2 separate regions of the Mus musculus genome follow, and region 1 is linked to region 2. A link is a contact called in public promoter capture Hi-C data. All regions are on one chromosome and are shown on one strand. Each heading gives the region's core, a stretch centred on a gene start, on an enhancer-like site or on the middle of the called end of the contact. The rest is flanking DNA. Distances are from core to core; before and after follow the strand shown. Region 1 has its middle 21 kb from the start of Klhl24. Region 2 holds the start of B3gnt5 (UDP-GlcNAc:betaGal beta-1,3-N-acetylglucosaminyltransferase 5).

Region 1 (7,420 bases), core at 2,794-5,293, 320 kb after region 2:
CACTTAGTTTCAGATTGCCTCAACTAATGTATATCCTGGGGCTTAGCATACCTGCTACCTCCCTGTAAGGTAGTGTTAGGTTTCAAGCCTGAGCCAAATGACTGAGATGCCTATTTAACATACCAAAGTGAACCCCGCCTACCAAGTTCTCCTGGCAATCTCTCACTCTCTACCTTTCACAGGGCCCCCCTAGCTGGCATACCTCACCCTCTACCCTGAATTCTCCAGCTCAGAGGGCTGGGCTGCTCTCCCCTATACAATCTAAGCATTTTGGGTACCCACTCTTTGTCCCTTTGGACCTCTAGGCTACTGTACATAACTCCCCTCCATCCCCTCCCTCCCCTCCCTCCCCTCCCTCCCCTCCCTCCTCTCCCTCCCCTCCCTCCCCTCCCTACATGGTACAGCTTAGTCTAGTCATAACTACTCTGGACTCCTCCCTGTCTATGCCTCTAACTACACTCACCCTTTTATCCACAATAAACTTTTTCCTACAATATACCTAGAACCAGTCATGGTTTCCTTTTCCTTTCCTTTCTTACTCCTTTTTTTTTTTTTTTTTTTTCACTCACGTGGGCTCAGTCATGAAGCAAACTGTTAGTAATTTTTCAAACCTGAAATAAACTAAAAACACCTAGGCAGGCAGGCACCAGCTCCCAGGTGTTAACCCTGCAATTCTCACACACACACACACACAATCACCACCACCACCACCAACAACAACAATAAAAAAAACAACCCCTCCACCATTTTGGGCCAAATTTAAAGCAAGCACTTATTAAATATTAAATATTGATCAATGATGAACTTTGGTCAGGATCATTCACTGGAATTTCCCATGTTGCTAGAACTTGCAAGGGCAAGCTTGTAGGCCATCATACTCTTCCATGAGGCTTTGTCATTTCCCAAGACCTCAATTTCCAACATTCCAGGAAGTTACCTGGTTCCTAGACATGTGGAGATTACAGGTTAATTTCGAGAATTACAGAGAAAAGACAGAAGTGGAGTTCCTCCTGTAGATTTGTGATCTGATAAGCACAGTTCTATATGTAAAAGCACCTCCGGTTTGGGGAATAGACCGATCATATATTTTTCTTGCACTTAGGGAACATAGAGAGGAACCCTAAAACCTACTGACATGAGAAAATAATTCTTATTCATTTCTAACATAATACAAATAAATTCAACTCCTTTTACAATGTACCTAGTACAATAACTTATCTCTGTGCTTTCAGCCTTAAAGAAAGATAAAATAACTTACTATAAGAAAATTGAGGCAAGCCAGGCAGTAGTGGCGCACACCTTTAATCCTAGCACTGGAGAGGCAGAGGCAGGTGGATTTCTGAGTTCCAGGTCAGCTTGGTTTACAGAATGAGTTCCAGGACATCCAGGACTACACAGAGAAAACTATCAAAAAAAGGAAGAAGAAGGAGGAGGAGCAGGAGGAGGAAGAACAGAAGGAGGAAGAGGAAGAGAAGAGAAAGCTGGGGCAGAGAAGGACAGACTGGATCTTGATAGCTGAGATTGCTTTATTGGAACAGTGAAGGGCCTCTTTTTGCAGGGTAAAGGCTGAGCACATCTGGAAAAGCTGGGACATGAATATATATACATGTACACATATACAGGCAGCTACCAAAAGATACAGCTATTTTTATTTGTTTGTTTGTTTGTTTGTTTGTGATTTGACTGGGAGCAGTATGGATTGTTTTCTATTCTTAGGCATATTGTTTCTGCAGGTAGAGCTGAATGACCAGTCAGGCAAAGATAAGCCTATAATTCTTTATGACTAGCAACTACTGCCCAGTACAACATAACTCAATTTCTCATGACCCTATGCAATTTACTATCCATGACTTACTAAAATTACTACCATGCCCACTACAAAGGTGAGCAGGTATCATAAAGTAAAGAAGACAAAAAGAGTAGAGCTAGACATGTCAGACTTTCTTCCCCTCTCAGATGCCTGCAAGGCCCAAATTAGATCCTATCTTGCCTATGTTCCATATACCAGCTTCCTGAGTTCAAATTGGAATATATAGTTATTTTATTAAGAAAAAATTGTTTCTAGTTATGATAGCACACATCTTTCATCTCAGCACTTTAGAGCCAAAGGCAAGGAGATTTTGCATAGCAAGTTCCAGGACAGAACAGTCAGGATTACATAGAGAGACCTTGTGTCAGAAAGAAAGAAAGAAAGAAAGAAAGAAAGAAAGAAAGAAAGAAAGAAAGAAAGAAAGAAAGAAAGGAAGGAAGGAAGAAAGAAAGAAAAAAAGAAAGAGAGAGAGGGAGAGGAAGGGAGGGAGGGAGGGAGGAAGGAAGGAAGGAAGGAAGGAAGGAAGGAAGGAAGGAAGGAAGGAAGGAAGGAAGGAAAGAGGGAGTAGTGAAAATTACAAAATATATTTTTGCTAAGAATTTTTTTAAATATAATGAAAAGAAAGAGACCACCATTCCAACTGAAGTGTCTAGACAAAGCAAACTTTACTCTTGATCAAGAGGATGTTATCAGGAAGGGCAAACACATAGCAAGACAGGAAGTGCATTTGGTTGTTATTCTAATACAGGTAGTAACTTTCTTTTCCCCATTGCCTGGGGTCCAACCTCACAGTCTTACTCCATTGGCTAGTCTAAAGAAAGCTGGTACATAGGGAATGAAGGAAGGAGGGGAAAGGAGTCCCAAGCCACCAAATTCCTAGAGCAGGGGGCCTTTGATTAAACAAGGGTTTTCCTGGGAGGATTAATGCTATTTTAAGTCTTAAATGGTGGAAAGACAAAAAAGACCTTAATTCCTTGTCCTAAACACAAGTTTTATAGTATTGGGTAGAAAAGACTCATGTTTGATAATTCTTACATATGTCTGAGGATTTGTCCTGCATGTTATGTCTATGCACCATGAGCATGCCTGGTGCCTGCAGAGGCCAGAAAATGACTTCAGATCCCTTGGAACTGGAGTTACAGTTGTGAGCTGCCATGGGGGTCCTGGGAATCAAACCTGGGTCCTCTGCAAGGACAGCCAATGCTCTTAACTGCTGAGCCAACTCTCTAGCCCCAAGATTTTGGTGGGGGTTTTTTTTGTTTGTTTGTTTGTTTTTGTTTTTTTAAATAGAAATGCTCTTGGATAAGAAAGTATTTTAGATTGTAAATTAGTTTTGTCCTAAAGTGAAAGATTTTTCCAAACTGGAAAAGAAAAAAATGAGGATACAGTTAGAAGTTAAGGTACCTGATAAACACATCTTAAAACTTATTTTAGTGGACAGATATCTATTTGTAAAATTCAATCTATTGTACAAACTTTTAATTTTGTCTGTGAACTTAAGTCTATAGACTGATGGTTAAATGAACAAATGGCTCTGAGAAATTGCCAACATTGAGTAAAGCTTTCTGTTGCCTTAGCCAAAGACACCCCTATCCCTTCTCCTAGGAACATCAGTAGTCTCCTTATACAAGTGTCTTTTGGAGGGTTGGTCTATTGTATTGCTAAGTGTGGGCTTGGAGTCTGCACATAGACCTGTAACCCTTCTCCCAAGTTATTTCTGATTGATAAATAAAGATGCCAACAGCCAATAGCTGGGCAGAAGAAACATAGGTGGGGTTTAGGTTTCCAGGATATGAAGTTCAGGGAGGGACCAAGAGAAAGAAGAAAGTGCAGGAGGAAAAAAGAAGCCACCATGGGTTAGGAGTCAAGAAAATGTGGCCCTGATATATACCACATCAGAGTCCCTTTAACCTGTAGTGAATGGACCCTCTCCGATACTTCTAACCAACCCTGTACCACAAAATTTCATGAAATAAACTCTTAGATTTATATATCTCACCACAAATTTGGGCCAGCTCCCTCTCAGAGCACATATGTACAAATGTAATGTCAGAATTGTCTGTGAGTCCCTGGCTGAAATGCAGGATTTCTTACCTATCAAGTGAGCCAATGACTATTAGTACCAAACACATCTGTTCCAGCTTCCTGCCTGGGCATGAGACCCAGCTGCAGACTCTGTGCTGTGAAACTACTCTATCTCTAGAGGCTATGAGAAGAGACTTTCACTTCTGCCAAGTGCTCCCTGAGTCCCAGGTGTTTGTGGCTGGTGCTGGGACCCAAACTCCCCTGTGACCCTCCCTGTCCTACCATACTTTCACCCCTCTGTCTGTCTACATGACATTAACAACTCTTACAATATGTCCCTCAGTCCCTCGTGTTCCATCTCAGTGTCTTCTTAACCATCCCACTCTAGCCAAAACCTAACACTCACATACTCATTGGATGACACTTGGGTTTAACTACATCAACACCTGAGAGCTTAAGCAGGTAGACTCAAAACCTCTCTAACATTTAGTAGGGAAGATTCTATTACTCCTCTCACTAGTCATGCTTTTGTTTAAAACACCTTACTTACTCAGGGCCCGGCCTTATCTGAATAGACTGTCCTTGTTTAAGAAGATTCAAATTTTTTATTAGTTTCATAAAAAATTCTTTCTTTATTAGGTTTTGATAGGTTACTTCTCCGAAGGTGAAATGAGTTGATACAAGCCAGATTATATTAGATTAAATACAGATTTAGTGGGAAGCTGCTCTCAAGTGAGTTCATGGCCCCAAGGACCAAGGAGGGAAGTCACCATGGGAAGAAAGGTGGAGAGAAAAAGAGAAAGGGCCTCTGTGTGTGTGTGTGTGTGTGTGTGTGTGTGTGTGTGTGTGTGTGTGTGTGTGTGTGTGTAGAGGAGAAGGGGGAAAAAGAGGAAGAGGAGAGAGAGGAGAACCAAAAATGTCTGGATTATATAGGGAAGAACCACTGGGATTAGGGCAGCTGACCCAGCCTCTGGGCTGGAAAGTTCAGGGTTGGGGACAAGGTATGCCAGGTAGGGACTGAGGGATGCTGAGAGAACCTGGAAGCCAGGACTGCTTTGATATGTAAAATATGCACCTCCATGCCTTGTCCTAGGGGTCTGAAACCAAACAAGTATCATTTGGGCTGTTTCCTTTTTTTAAAAATGAACCATTAATTTACTTTATGTATATGAGTACACTGTAGCTGTCTTCAGACACATCAGAAGAGGGCATCAGATCTTATTTCAGGTGGTTGTGAGCCACCATGTGGTTCCTGAGAATTGAACTCAGGACCTCTGGAAGAGCAGTCATTACTCTTAACTGCTAAGCCATATCTCCAGCCCACCTCATCTCCCCAATTTGGACTGCTTTCAATTCCAGATTTTAAATTGGCAAAAACTTACTTTAAATCTCCCCAAAAGAATTCATTTTGTGGTACATCTTTTTTTTTTTTAATCTAATCTCTCAGAACTAAAACTAAACTTCTTCCAAGTAACAAAGAGGGAGAAATATTAACTGAGTCCAATCAGTTGGATTACTGTGTTACTGTTGATATTCAAAAAGTTAAGATATAGCTACTGGAGAAATGGCTCAAGAGAATCTGGAATCAGTTCACATCCCTTATTTGGAGACTTATAACTATATTTGATGCCAATATATACAATGCCCTTTTCTAGCCTACATACTGTTAGGGACCTCCTGGCTCACAGACAGCTTCAAAGTGGATCCCTGACCCCACCCCGACCTCCCCCAGCCTGTGAATGACATTTCAGGCTTTGAATGACATTACAGCCTTTCTGGGCACTAACAGTGCTAACAACAGAAGAGATTATGTGGCCCCTTATCACCAAGGAAAAGGTAGAAATTTTATACATACATATATATATATATATATATATACATATACATATATTATTATATCATGACAAATGGCTGAGGCACCTACTAACATAACAAAGTGGGCTGACAATGAAAGGATAACATAAACCTCATTCGTCTCCATTTAAGGACCAGGTCTGATTTCTAGAAGGCCATAAGGCACCAGCTCCAGGAACACACTATAAAATCCAGAAATAAGGTCATAAAACCCCCTCCTAAAGAACAGGCTGAGGATAACCACAGAAATGGGAAAATATCTTATCCCAGGATGGGTCATCTATGCTGGACTGTCCTATCTCATCCTGTAGTTAAAAGTTCATGACATAGGAATGCAGGCCATTGACTACGAGCCAATCAGAAGCTGACCCCTGTGACCTCCCCAGCACCCACCAGTGAAATTTTAGATTATTTAGCCCATTCTAAAAAACTGATATAGTAGCCAATCAAAGTTATACTAATGTCACCGCTTTGGCCCCTACCAATTGCACAGAGATTACCTAATCCTTCTAGAGAGTTCCCCTGATTCCCTATAAGAAGGCCTGCGTGCCTTTGTCTGGAAGTCGCCATTTTGGAGGATGGTTGACCCCTGCATGCTGGTTGTTTCTGCAGAATAAGTACTCTTTGTCTTTGCAAACTATCTGAGTCTGGGGTCTTCAGCAATTTTCGGACCCTTACAACAGGTACTGCCAACAACTCCCAGCAACATAAATCCGTGGCATTTTGGAATTTTCTTGTCTCAAAATGTTTAGTCTGGGCATTGTTTCTCCTTACAGGTCATATATCTGTATATATGTAAATGTAAATGTGTACATATATATATGTGTGTGTGTATATGTTTGTGTGTGTATGTGTGTATATATATGTGTATATATACATGTATATATGTATATATACACATATACATACATACACACATACATTTTGAGACAAGAAACATTTTGAGACAAGAAAATTCCAAAAATGCCACTGAGTTCATTTGTGTTGGTAATCTACTGTTCAGCAAGGGGTCTGTTATTAAGAGTGGTTTGTATATCCAGTGAGACTCCATTGGAGAAGACTAATTTTTCCTTTGTGTGCAGTTACTAATTGAAGATAGCCTCTGGGTTAGGGACTGGGGCTTTTGTCCAGTTCCTCTCTCAGTGCTGGACCCCATGTGGGTTAGACATGCTTCTGCCAGTCTCTGTGAGTTCATATTTGTGATGGTCCTGCTGTGCTTAGATGGTTCTGCTTTGTGGTTTCCTTGGTGTCTTCTATCCCCAGTGACTCTTAGAATCTTTCAACCTCTTCTCCCACAGTGTACTCAGAAATCTCAGGGGAGAAACCTGATGGAGACAACAAGGTCTCTCACTCTCTGCACATTGTCCAGTTGTAGGCTTTTGTATGTGTGCCCATCTACTGCAGGAGGAATCTATGAATATAGCAGAATGACATTAGAAGTGATATAATTACCACATTCCTATAGTAGAATAGTAGTATTTAGATTTCCCCTAGGTCCCTGGGTTATCTATTCACACCTTAGGTTCTTGGCACCTAAGCAGTGTTGAGGATCCATCTCATGAAGAGGGCCTTAAAGGGTAGAAATTGATTTCTCTCACTTTGTGTCACTATTGTACCAGTTTATTTTGTAGGCAGGTCACGATTGTATATCAAAGGTTTTATAGCTAGGTTGATATTTACCTTTTGCTTCAAGGAACATGCACAATACCTTCCAGTATCAAGAACGTTAGT
Region 2 (7,070 bases), core at 4,295-6,794:
ATAGTCAAAGATCTTTTAATAATTAAATAATTTTAAATGCCATAATCTGTGGGTCTCTGAGGTTTTTGAAGATTATCTATCTATATTATATCTGAATTATTGAACAATGTTTATTCTTAGCTATTTACTATAGAAATAACCTTGAAAACATCTTATTATAGTTAACTAAACTAATCTAATATGATCATGAGTTTGATTGCCTTTTAACTTGTACTTTTTATTTATCCCTAACAGTTCATAATAGCAGCTTTTAAAAGGACTAGAACTTTACATTGTATCTTTAACAATTACATAAGCACAATATCTCAAATAAATATTGAAAACTTGTGTGTACACATGTGTGTCAAAATTAACCTTAAATTAGTATCAATACACAATATCTTATAACAATGTATCAATATTAACCTTATCTCTGTATCAGTATATAAGATTCTGTACCAATGTAACAAAATATAATCTCAATTTCGCATCAAAATACAAAGAACTCTACCATTGCAAGATTATGGCTATAAAATGTTTCTTGGATCAAGCACAGATTCAATAATCTACCCACTTTTAATGATTCTTATAATATTTCTATATTCCCCTCTCTTTCTTCTCAACTCTCTTCCCTTATATAAGAAAGAAAGAGAGAGAGAGAGAGAGAGAGAGAGAGAGAGAGAGAGAGAGAGAGAGAGAGAGGAGAGAGAGAGGCAGGAAGGAAGGAAGGAAGGAAGGAAGGAAGGAAGGAAGGAAGGAAGGAAGGAAGGAAGGAAGGAAGGAAGGATGGATGGATCTGGAAAAAGAGGGGAAAAAGAAATCCCTGAGTCTAAGTTCCTAAAGTTTGCTTTATCCCTGTCTAAGACCATAACTATTTGAAACCAGCCACTATTAAGAGATGACAAACATCCAACATCCAATGAATGACAAAAAAAAAAAAAAGCCCTCAACCATTCCACCTCTTGGGAATGGAGTGTATTCTTCTCATTAATTCCTGCTGATTTGGGATGTAGAATTTCTTTGTGGGGGCGGGGTTTCCAAGGAAATTACAAAGATTGTTAGTCTTTTAAAAAGATAACTGTGGCATCTGTTATTCAGTCTCTGTATGCTGAGAAAGTTTCAGGGCTCAACTGAAATTCTGACTGCAACAGGCTGTGGTGCTGGACTAAATGAGTTAGCTGTTTTGATGTTGTTCTAGGGGCAATATTTTTGAGAACACAGCTACTGAGGCAGTAGGTGGTGTCTGTGGTAGGAGGAGACAGGGGTCTGGAACAGTCAGCTGCAGCATCTCTTGCCAGGACTTCATTCTTTGTTATTTTTTCTGTGAACATAAAGCTTTTAGCGGTAATATTTAATTTTGTATTAACATGATGCATGAATCTTCAATGTGCACAAATCAGTTAGAGGTTTTTAAGCAGGTGAAAAACAACTGCTTTTTTTTCTTTATGAGCTAGTTTTCATATAACCAAACTACAACATAAATCTCCATTTATGTCATAGGGCATGTAATAATAAGTCATGAGACTTCTACAGCCAACAAGATTATTTGCCATGCGGGGTTGACATTTTGGCTGGAGACATTTTGATGTCTCAATCAGTTTCGGACTGTTTTAATAGAGGGTTGACATCATATATTACCCATTTGTTTGGTCCTTTTAATTTTCTCCTTTCTTCCTGTAGCCAAGATCTTCCTCAATCAAATCTGATCCTTATTATTTTGGATGGAATCCAGAGACTTTTCCTCTTTCCTGATGATACAAACACAAAGCTTGTCTCCCAACATAACATACCTTTTGTCCAGAAGTTTGAAGTCTTCATAAGTATAGACAGATCCAATCTAGCAGCCCCTTTCCTATCCAGGTCTGCTCCATTTTGACTTCCTAAATTTACATGTGAGGCTTCCAACACACATGCTGATGGGTTGCCAGCACAAATCTTTAGACCACAGTGTAGTCAGTAACCATCTTCTTCCTTTCTTTTATCTCATCACAAACCCAAGTCATTTTGTCCAGGTGACATAGCTTGGCAAAGCTGGGTGTCACCAAACAGTACTCACAACGGTCCTGGTTGTTGTTTGTCCATTCAAGTAGAATGTGCTCTCCTACGTGGGACAGACATGAATTAGAGGAGTTAGAGAGGCTCCCTGGAAGACTATTCAGTACCCTCTATGCCCCTAGAAGTATTAAATGTCTGATCTACCACTGGAAAAGGTAGACGAAAGCTGAGAGAGGCAGCATAAAAACAGGTACTATGTCATTGTCACAGAGGCTGTCTGAGTGTTTTCATTCTTGAAGGGAGACTGTGTCAACTTCTCTCCATTCCTGGCTAAAGTCCACTCAATCAACAGAACACCTCTATTGGAACAAGAAGAGCCCCAGAAAGAAGGGTCTTCCTGTCCCCACGGGGCCCTACTGAGGCTTTCCATACAAGAAAATGTGGGTTGTATTAGTAGAGAGAACCAATTGCAAGATGCTCCTCCCAGACCAAGAGCAGTATAAACGAGTAGGTCATGGGATGGATGGTCTAAGGCAAAGGCCTCTGTGGTGGCAGTTTTCATGTTCCTGTTCTGTGTAAACTTAACATGATTTCATTGTCTTCTATTGTCCTATCATCGAGGAGGGATATCAATATTGCCAAACCACGGGGGTTGATGAGGAGATATTCAGGGAAGAGTTTAACTTTGGGGCCCTTATACTAGTCCAGAGGCTTCTGTTATTGAAAATGTAACATTTGGTTTATATTGAGGCACTTGGCAAAAGTTCAAATAACCCAGCAATTAATATGGTATACATTTACTTACTCTGCAAGGCACCATGGGAGTGCTTGAGGGAATCAGTCTCCATCTTCATGGTCAGGATGTGAAGAGTCTCAACCAAGGAAACAGATTATTATATAGTGGCAAAATGTCACAGATTATTGTAAGCAAACAGTAAGAGCGATAGGAAAAGTAGATTCTCATCTCTGCGGCATCAAAGTCCCAACCACTTTCTCCTTCTCAAACATCTTTGCTGACATTCTTGTTTACACATGCTATCCTGAAGACTGGAATCAAGGATAGAAATACAGATGGGGGATGAATGGCAATGGAAGATGTCACCAAGAAGCAAACATAGGAGAAACAACTATGCCAGAAAGGTACATGAGAGAGGGGCTGGTGGGAAGTAGAAGAGGAGGCAGCAAGGGGTGGGCATTGTGTTAAGGGGGTAATGCTGTTTTACATACATGAATCCACAAATATGTGAAACGCAGCTGATCCTCTGATAATGATGAAGCAGGATAAGAGTCTAAAGCCAACTTCTGCCTTTCTGTAAAGGAGCAAGAACTTTCTACAGCCTGTGATGAGGATAGGGATGGCAACCACTCACCTGTCCCATCCTGATGGCTCTGGTCACTATGTTCTGCTCATCACTGAACCTGAATTGAGTCCTTACTCACTCAGATGCAGGGCCAAAGAGAGTTGAGTAGCTTGCCTGAAACTTTATGAAGAAGCTAGTTCAGGATTTCACCAAGTAAGTCTTGCATGAATGCTGGTCATTTTCAGAACACCGAGCCTGGAATATGTCTGGATTTATAATAGTGTCTGTATAGGGCCATAGCTGACAATCCAGAAAGCAAATTTAGCTGAACAAGTCAAGTCTGGCACCATGGTGGCAGAATTTCAGCATCACTGGCCTCTTCTCTGCTCAGCAGTGTGGAAAGTTCTCTTGCACTCAGGTTTTAGCATTCTTTCTACTCTCTAATTCATTCATATTTGTATCTCCTCCCCCTGCGTGCGCCATTCCCCATCCCCCATCTTATCTGTACTTTCTAACATGAAAATGTCAGCCCCTCTTACTTTTAAATTTAATAAGTTGATGTGACTTTTATTTTTCAGATATATTCTACAGTTCTCTTGTGCTCTGCAAAGCGCATTCCTAACAGTATGATTCAAAGATATTTGCATGGTATTCTAGGGTGCTACGCTCACAAGCAACTGCTGTGGATAGAATACACTGACCTCTTTCCTCCTGTTGTTATGATCTAATTTTACTCCCAGACCATCTCACAAGCTTCATGCAATCACTGGCAATGAAATCATACATTTCTCTATGGTACTGTGGATGAGGATCTGGATGGTCTAGGGAATCCTTCTAGATGAATGGGAGGACCTCCTTTGCCTGTCCCCTGGTGTGTGTGTCTGTGTCTGTGTCTGTGTGTGCGTGTGTGTGTGTGTGTGTGTGTGTGTGTGTGTGTGTGTAACATCATACATCATGGGCCTGTCATACATACATATATCTGTCTGGGCCCAGAGAGGTCATTCTGGGCCTCTTTGCCCTTCCTCATCTCTTAGCCTCAGGTTCTTTAACCATTACCCCTCCCACCCCAACTCTACAGCTCACTAATTTTTCTACTCTGGATTTTTAGTAGTAGTAGTAGTAGTAGTAGTAGTAGTAGTAGTAGTAGTAGCAGCAGCAGCAGCAGCAGCAGTATTATATGTATCCCTAGGCTAACCTGATACTCACTATGTGATCAAGGCTGCCTTTGAACTCATGAAAATCATTCTGAGTGCTGAGATTACAGGCATATGATACCATATGGGTTTACTTTTAAAATCATTAGTCCACATGTCTATTTGTATAGAGGTTGGAAAGGGGTGTGTGTGTGTGTGTGTGTGTGTGTGTGTGTATATTTTCTCATCAGTTCATATTTCCCATGTGCCTACCTATATAAACTGACACATGTAACTAGTTCCAAATGACCGAAAAGGAACAAAGTCCCACTTGAATATATGTATGTGAATACAAAATACACATGTGTTTTAGGGAGGACCATATAAAGGATTAGTCAGGATTTAAGAAGATAATTGGGGGGTGATTAACCCTGTAGGAACAATGAATGCTCCTCTTTATAGATCACTGTCAGACTCCATTAGGAGTCCCATTACATTAGTATTTCTGCTTGTGGTCTTCTGGACAGGTGAGTTAACAGCGAACCATGCCTTGTGTGAGTAACACATGAAAAGAATTTCAGGATTGGAAATACGCTGAAGGGCTTTTAAAATGCAGTTGCAAAATCTCCTAAAACTAGAGTTTGAAATAACAAGTGTGTTTTAAACTGATTCAGCAACTACTTTGAACTTACTGACTTTTACAATTACAAACCCATATTTGGACTTGACATTTTTGGATTTTTTTTCTTGTCCTGTTTTCAGTATGTATAACTACAAAACTGCTCAAAATAGGAGCTCTATTGAATGCTTCTATAAGGAAAAGTCTAGAACAGCATTTTTTTAAGCAAGCAATTAGCTACAAAAAAAAAAAAAAAAAAAGATTTATTTACTTGCTCCTTCAGCTGATGTCTACACTATCCTGATAATGTCTGGTTACAGGCCGAACAAGAACTTTCCTTTGGGCTCAGGTGCACATTTGGTCTTCTGAATCTATAGTTTAGTTATTAGCAAACAAGTGAGGCAATCGCTTCCTGGAGTCCTCACAGATAGCACTTTAGGGCGGGGCACGTCACCTTCACAGACCGGGGTAGGGGAGGGGCGGGGCTGAGCATTCCCGAGGAAGCCTGGAGTGGAGTGACCAAATAAGCAGCTGGAGGCTCCTGCGGCTGCGCCCCAGCCTGAGTGAGCCAAGACCCTTAATCAGGCCCGCCCCTCTCAGCCGGCTCTAGCCGGCTCCAGCGGGGTCTCTCTTGGAGCCCTGCCCTAGCTTCCTCGCTTACAACCGAAATTTAGTTTGCAACTTTTGTTCTTGAGACTTTTCCCCCAGGGCTTCTAGGAGGACAGCGGACCTCTGGGACATTTAAGGACTTGGGTTCCTCGGTGAGTTTTACAATGCTTGAAATTCCCTGGGTTGGAATGTAAATCAATGGGGAGGCTGAACACAGGGGAAGGGTCTGCTTTTAAAACGAACTGTTGCTGTGCAGTCATAAGGCGTGCAGTCTTCGCTTCAAATAAATGTGCGTTTCCTTTCTTTGTTACTTAGGCTCCCAGGAGCTCAAGTCCTAAGTGTCCTGACAGAAGACCGGCGGGCTCTTAGGGTTTGCTAGGAAACTACGAGACGATGGGAGAACCGCTGTCCACTCAAAACCTTCAGCTCGGAAATGACTAACTGAAACGTGGTTTGGATGAATGGGTCTCCAGTCTTAACCAACGCCGCTCCTGGATGAAAGGTCAGTCACTGCCCACCCAAAGTGCCCGCTGCATCCTACTGTGAGCCAAGGTCCCTCTGTCGGGGAGCGTGGCTTCGCAGTCTGCTTTAGACCGGGCACTCTCGAAGCCCCTGCAGAGTCTAAGTCTCTGGCTGGGCTAGCTTTGTGCCGGCTCTGAGGTTCTCCCCGAGGCTGCTAGCTGAGAGTCCCGGGACCCGCCCCACCTCTAGCTTCCCCTCCTCTAGCCCGGACCCGACCGGGAGGCGGGAAGGGGTGCAGAGGGTAGTCCACACGGGCGGCCCGGGGGCATCAGGGTGGAATGGTCAGGAAGACAGACGGCTCTTCGTTGCGAGCCGGGGCTTCCCGGTCCGGAGGTGCAGCGAAGAAGGGAGAGTTCCCTCGGCGAGCGCCTTTGTTCACTGCGGCCTGGTGGGCGCGAGCGCTGGGCGGCGACCACCCTAGGCCTAGCTGCCGCTTTTGTGCCGCAGGTACGATCCGACCCGCGGGGTCCAGAGCACCGGATTTACCCGGAATGCCAATGGGGAGAGGTGGCTGTGGTGTCGCGAAGCCAGGTCCAGCCTTGGCGCATCTTCAGTCTGGGTCCTGAGATTTATCAATGCTGGATTGAATTCGGGCTGACCGCCTAGGGTAGCTTGCACGTGAGGGAGCTGACCGGCTCTTTGGAATAGCTGCTAGCTGGAAAAGAAAAAAGAAAAGAAAACGGGAAAGCAGGCGGGTAGGAGAAATTGGGAAAAGATCTTTCTAATGAGAATCTCCTGTTTACTCCCATTTTCTTTAATATACTAGTAAAGTGATTGTTCAGATACCCGTAGATAAAAGTAACAGCTTTTGATTCACATTCTTTACAGCAGTAATGGTTTTCTTAGGTTATGGGTCATGTTACAGGGACACAGATGCCATCACAAGGTAGTCAGTGGTGGTAGAGCTAATTT

What was found. Promoter capture Hi-C pulls out the DNA fragments that hold promoters and counts their contacts.
Region 1: a contact with region 2 is called in a promoter capture Hi-C map of pre-B cells. The contact joins the enhancer-like site here to the promoter of B3gnt5 in region 2. A contact is called at or near these places in 6 of 39 promoter capture datasets (3T3-L1-derived adipocytes, the C10 cell line, cranial neural crest and 3 more), 1 of 15 datasets of contacts at CTCF or cohesin (the NIH/3T3 cell line) and 4 of 115 datasets of contacts at active chromatin or transcription factors (the 230-238 cell line, embryonic forebrain, large pre-B cells and 1 more).

What each region holds. Positions count from the first base shown.
Region 1 is chr16:20,072,833-20,080,252 of GRCm38.p6, forward strand. No RefSeq gene overlaps it. Among named protein-coding and RNA genes, the nearest start is that of Klhl24, 21 kb to the right of the region's middle. Within about 2 kb of position 4,044, at least 25 of the 459 cell types and tissues checked have an H3K27ac peak or open chromatin away from gene starts, as enhancers often do. A contact at or near this core is called in the 230-238 cell line and pre-B cells, where this site is marked.
Region 2 is chr16:19,754,690-19,761,759 of GRCm38.p6, forward strand. B3gnt5 (UDP-GlcNAc:betaGal beta-1,3-N-acetylglucosaminyltransferase 5) reads left to right here and starts at 5,545. Exons shown (of 4, transcript NM_054052.3): 1 at 5,545-5,788; 2 at 5,952-6,138.